Linked DNA regions of Sus scrofa: region 2 is linked to region 1. A link is a contact called in public promoter capture Hi-C data. All regions are on one chromosome and are shown on one strand. The core of a region is the stretch at or near the end of the contact, and the rest is flanking DNA. Distances in the headings are between cores, read along the strand shown.

Region 1 (2,982 bases), core at 205-2,704:
AAGTGCAGCATATGGAAGTTCCCAGGCTAGTAGGGGTCAAATCGGAGCTGTGGCTGCCGGCCTACGCCACAGCAACTCTGTAATCTGAGCTATGTCTGCAACCTACACCACAGCTCATGGCAATGCTGGATCCTTAACCCACTGAGTGAGGCCAGGGATGCAATGCACATCCTTATGGATACTAGCTGGATTCGTTACTGCTGAGCCACAACAGGAACTCTCTATATATTCTCTTTTGAAACTGGTTTGCTGGGAGTTCTCTGGTGATCTAACGGCTAGGACTTGGTGCTTTCACTGCTGTGTTGGGGTTCAATCCCTGTCTGTGAACTGAAATCTCATATCAAGCCATTGCTCCTTGTGGCCAACAAAAAGAAAAGAAAAAAAGAAACTAGGTTATCTTGTTCTTTTGTTTTCCTGTTACCCCTTCCTACATAAATTAACATTATATTTAAGCCAGTACAAGGTAATATGCCTTTAAAGTGCATTCTTTTATTTCCTCCTAAAGCAAATAAAAACTAATTTAGTGGTTTAACAAAAAAAAGTCAGTTGCCCAGGGTTGTAAATCCTGAGAGCTACAAAGCTTCCACTTAAGAATTTCTCTACAAAAATTGTGAATGACCAACATTCCGTTGGTTAAAAACAAAACAAAACAAAAAAACAAAACAAACAAAAAAAGGCCGGCTAAAGTCAGGAAAGGGGATTGGGGTGGGTGGTGAAAGGACAAATTGTAGATAGACTGGGTGGCATTAGTTGTCTTCCAAAACGACTTGTAGAAAAAGTGCAATGAGGATGGAAGACAAAAACACGATAGAAATTTCCAGAAGTTCCAAATCTTCTTAGGTTAAAAACATAAAGAATGTCGATGCCCACCCTCAAGCCAAATACTTTTCCTCCCGGGAATATCACAGCCACAAAAGAGCGGCTTGGACAGCCACTGGCTAGCTGAGGCGGAGTCAGACTGCAGGCTTCTCACGTTTGCCCAGAAGGTAGCCCGACGCGCCCGGGCTGCAGACGGAGAGACCCCAGATCCCTCCTCTCGTCCGTGGGTCAGGTGCTTCTGAAGGCCCAGCGCCGGGCGGAGTGAAAGGGAAGGAACGAGTGGAAAGGAACCAGAGGAACCATCACCGGGAGAAACTTCTAAAAGCACATTGACATCACACACGCGGCGATACACCGTTGCCTTGGAAACCAAATGAACCACCTAACCCCTCCAGGGGGTCTCTGGACCCACTCTTTTGGGCTAGGGGGTCGCAGCCCCGAGGCAGTCGGGAACGGGAGGAGGGAGGGGTCGTCTCTCGCGGCCCCGCCCGGGACCTTGTGCTACTCTGGGTACCTACCGAGTAGAGGAGCAAGACAGCGCCGGGACTGGTGGAGCCAACGGAGAAACAAGAGTTGGATGAACTGGAAGAATCCATACTGCAGCTGCAGTTCCGGGCGTGAACTGGAATTCTTAGCTAGACGGTGGTGCTACTGCCGCTGGGGGCGGTTCTTCCGCGCGGGGCGGCCCGACCTCGCCTCGGGCGGCAGCACCCTCTGCGGCCGCTCCAAGACACCCCGGGCGCCGCCATCTTAGCCAGGACGGAAGCCGCGCGGGGACTTGTGGCGCGCGCGCAGCTCGTCAGACCCCGGAAGCTGGGCGCCGCACGGCGCGAGTCCGGGGCTCCTTCCTCGTGGCCGGCCCCACGATGGCGCAGGATCCGGGCCTACCCACCCCCGCGTCTCCCGGCTCTCAGACCCTGCTGGATGCTCTGCTCCAGAACCTCTACGATTTTGGTGAGTGCGGGGCCTCGGAACCCACGTGGAGAGCGAACTTGAGAAGCCGAGGGTCTCCAGTGCGCACCGAATTGGGCCGGCGCCCTCTCTCAAGCTAAAGATCAGCTCCTCCAAACTGGTTCCGACAGTGGGTCCGTCTGAGATCACCCTTCTCCTTCCCCCACGACCCGGCTCTGTTGAGTTGTCTTTATGAATCAAACCTCCCAACTCGTCCCTGAGTGTGGGGACCAATCCGCTTGCTTGTGGGAAGCGCCAGACCTTTCGGACCTAACGGGGAGATGTCCACAGAACCTTGGGCTCTCGAAATAGCATCTTTTTCACTTATTCCGGACTTCTGGGAAGCCCCCTTTCCCCCACGCCACCCCACAGACCCGCCTAACCCTGGGGCATGATGCCACCTTGTCCTGAGGGCCTCATCCTTTGGTGTTCCCTGCCATCGTTTGCACATGAAGCTTTTCACGACCTTTCACCCATAAGTTGGCGGACTTATGCTCTCCTTTATCTTGATTGGGGAAGAGAAAAATAAAAAGGCTTACCACTGAATATATATGCGCTTGGCACTTCAGTTAGAAGTTCCGCACACTCTGAAGAACTTGCCCCAGGGAAGGTGACATCACTTGTTCCTGCACCACAGGTAATCTTAAGGGAAAAGTGCCTTTAAAAGCCAAACATGTTTCTTCAATTTGTAGTGTGATCTTACTAGTTTATTTTGGGGCTCAAAATTCTAAGCTCATTAATCAGTGGGAATAATAGCTTCAAAAGTATTGCGCATTTACCATATACTCCATGTTTTTCATGTATTTACTCATTTAATTTCCACAGCAATCCTAGGAAACAGATATTGCCATTAAGACCATTACTACAAAACAGGCGTTCCTGTCTTGGTGCAGTGGAAATGAATTGGACTAGGAACCATGAGGTTGTGGGTTTGATCCCTGGCCTCACTCAGTGGGTTAAGGATCCGGCGTTGCCGTGAGCTGTGGTGTAGGTCACAGACGTGGCTCTGATCTGGCGTTGCTGTGTCTGTGGCGTAGGCCAGCAGCTGTAGCTCCAATTCAGCCCCTAGCCTGGGAACCTCCATATGCTGTGGGTGCGGCCCTAAAAAGACAAAAAGACAAAAAAAAAAAAAAAAAAAAAAGGTCATTACTACAAAACTGATCCCATTGTTGTAGAAACAAGCACTAAAGATCAAATAACTTGCTGAACTTC
Region 2 (2,982 bases), core at 143-2,642, 180 kb before region 1:
AAATACAGTCCCTGGGAGTTCCTGTCGTGGCTCAATGGTTAACGAATCCGACTAGGAAACATGAGGCTACGGATTCGATCCCTGGCCTTGCTCAGGGGGTTAACGATCCGACGTTGCCGTGAGCTGTGATGTAGGTTGCAGACGCGGCTTGGATCCCGCGTTGCTGTGGCTGTGGCTGTGGCGGAGGCCGGCAGCTACAGCTCTGATTAGACCCCTAGCCTGGGAACCTCCATGTGCCATGGGAGCGGCCCCAGAAAAGGCAAAAAGACAAAAAAAACCAAAAAAACAAAAAAAAAAACCAGTCCCTGTCTTCAAAAGTCTAGCTAAGGAAACAAAACCAACACGTTAAAATTAATTAAATATATGTACACATACAGCTGATGTATATGCACACATCGCTGATATACACATATACAGTTGGTACATATACACACACCCAACATAAATATATACATAATAGATATATGTATACACACACCCTTGACACATATATTTACATATCACTCAGTAATTTTTCGTTATGTAGCACGTCTGATGTTAGTAAACTAATGTTTACTTGTGAAACTGCAATGCGGAAAAAAAAAGTCAACACTTTTGTAATCTCAACTTTCATGGCAGACCTAGCACCATCGCCAACACCTCCAGGAAAATTCCTGGCGGCTGTTTTCACGTGTAGGACATGGCTAAGTAACCCTCGTGACAAGCTCTTTAGTTCTCTTCCCTTCGCCAGCTTGCATGACAGAGAACTTACATTTGAAGGCCAACATCACAGGTGAAGATGAATTAAGATCCTTCCCTTCTCTTCTTTGGTTATGTGGGAAATTGTCATGCTTCCTTTTCCTGAACCCTCCTGAACCTTACATAGAGAAGGAAAAAAAGGTTGGACGGGGCTCTTCCATTACCAAGAGCTGACAAAAATTTACAGCGGGCAAACGCGTTCCTTTCTCTACAACCGGTATCCACAGAGAGGCTTTCTCAGCAGAAGGACCCTGCCTTGTCCTCCCAAACCTTAGGCTCACCATCCGGGCCTCCACTAACGGCTTCCTTACAGAGCAACTATCGAACTAAGATGAAAAACGGCTCGAGAATTTAAGAAAACACGAGGCATAAACAGGCCACTGTGGCCGCAAAAATCACTAGGGCAGCACCCCCGCCCCGAGCCTTCAGGGTGAGAGGGCATCCCGCAAGGGTGAGAAGTGGGAAATGTGACCAGAAGCCTGGACTAAACACAGAAATAACGCCCCAAATTGTCGAGGACGCCACCTTCTTTGCCGCTCATGTCGTCACGGCCTACGGCGAGAAGAGACGAGACTGGCAACCTGGAGGCGAGCGGAACGCGTAAAGTGGTGGCCGAAGAGCCCGCAGCGGCGCCCTGCGCAGCCGGCCAACGTCGACGCCCCGGCCGGAAGCGCGCGCCCGCAGCCACTCAAGCTTCTCCCTTGCCCTCGCATATTTCCGGTCTGCGTCCCCGCCCAGCCGCTGCTGACTCCGCCCCGCGCCTGGCCTGGGGACCTCGCACCCGCGCGCAGGCATCGAGCCTGCCCTCTGTCATGCCTGAAGACAGAAGAGACTCGGCACACTTCTCTGTATGAGCTGCTCACTTAAAAATATGGCGGACCGTGCTGGGAGTGAGGTCAACGTGAAGGTGGGAAAGCCAGGAAAATGTAGGTGATTTTTTTTTTTTTTTTCCCCTCAAGGCACCTTTGGGTCACCCTCTTGTTCCCTTGGCGTGGCCCTCGGAACCGCGCGGTGCATGGTGGGGTTGTAGTTCGTTGCCGCAGACGGCCTGGCTGGCGCCGGGAACAGAGAAGGCATCAATTCGCATCACCTGTGGCTATGTCCTCTCGGGAAGCAAACCAAACCTTAAAGAGTTGGGGAGTCTTTCAGTTTTCCATTCCTAGCAGTGACGCCGGCAGCTAAAGTGATGGAAATGTGCAAATCAACAAGTGGATGGCGTTGCTGGCATTTTCTCTAACGAAGGGAAACGGGCCCCTGTGTACTCCTCCCCTCGCCCCTCTCCCATTCTCCCATTCTCGTCGTCCTCCTGCCTCCTCCCGCCTTTCTCCTCTATGGGAACCGTGGAGCCAGACAGCTCGCGTTCACGGTGGTCTCCGCCACTGAGTGGTTGTGTGACCTCGGGGAAGCACTTCATCCCTAGCTTAGTTTCATCTGTAAAAGAGAGAAAGCAGGACCCACCTAGGAAGATCTTTGACCAGTAAATAAGTTACCATTGAGGCGCAGAAGACTCCGCTAAATATAAATTTTGATACCCTTCTCTCACCATCGCTCTCCAAAAAGAGAGAGGTCAGTGATGATAATAGCAGGTGTGCTCCACTAACTTGTGAGCATTTCATTGTAGGCAGGTACTGCCCTGTCTTTATAGACTTTGTGTCCAGCCCACCGCAACAGGTTCTTAGCACAGCACCCTTGTAAGCCTCGTTAACTGTCGGTGAACAGACGTTCCCATCTTCCAGATGGGCAAATGAGTGGCAATCCAGCATTCTTTAGATAAAATCTCAGGCTGAGGCTTGACTAGTTGTGTGGCCCAGGGCTTGCAGGGAAACCACAAGTACTTTTTTACTACATTTTCCCCAAATAACCCCCGTAATGTCCTGTGTTGTACATACAGTCTTTCCTCCTTAATTTAGGGGAAAAAAAAACAGTAAATGAAACCATTTGGATAGCATATGGCAGTAAATTCAAGCTCTTGACAGTCCTGTGTCATAGGAAAATTTTCTGCTCTAGGTAATTTTTTTTTTTTTTGGTCTTTTTAGGACCACACCCACGGCATATGGAGGTTCCCAGGTAGGGGTTGAGTCAGAGTTACAACTGCCGGCCTACACCACAGCCACAGCAATGCCAAATCCAAGCCACCTCTGTGACCTACACCGAAGCTCTCTGCAACGCGGGGTCCTTAACCCACTGAGCAAGGCCAGAGATCAAATCCATGTCCTCATGGATACTGGTCAGTTCATTACCACT

The links. Promoter capture Hi-C pulls out the DNA fragments that hold promoters and counts their contacts.
Region 2: a promoter capture Hi-C map of liver shows a contact between it and region 1, with 4 times the contacts expected there. The contact joins the promoter of TSNAX here to the promoter of C14H1orf131 in region 1. A contact is called at or near these places in 1 of 5 promoter capture datasets (liver), 2 of 47 Hi-C or Micro-C datasets (heart right ventricle and liver) and 1 of 2 datasets of contacts at active chromatin or transcription factors (alveolar macrophages).

What each region holds. Positions count from the first base shown.
Region 1 is chr14:59,238,889-59,241,870 of Sscrofa11.1, forward strand. It overlaps C14H1orf131, which reads left to right and starts at 1,455. Exons shown (of 7, transcript XM_001925586.5): 1 at 1,455-1,773. The coding sequence starts at 1,455. It overlaps GNPAT (glyceronephosphate O-acyltransferase), which reads right to left and starts at 1,415. Exons shown (of 16, transcript NM_001185140.1): 1 at 1,338-1,415. The coding sequence starts at 1,415.
Region 2 is chr14:59,056,908-59,059,889 of Sscrofa11.1, forward strand. It overlaps TSNAX (translin associated factor X), which reads right to left and starts at 1,393. Exons shown (of 6, transcript NM_001243607.2): 1 at 1,264-1,393; 2 at 752-856. The coding sequence starts at 1,279.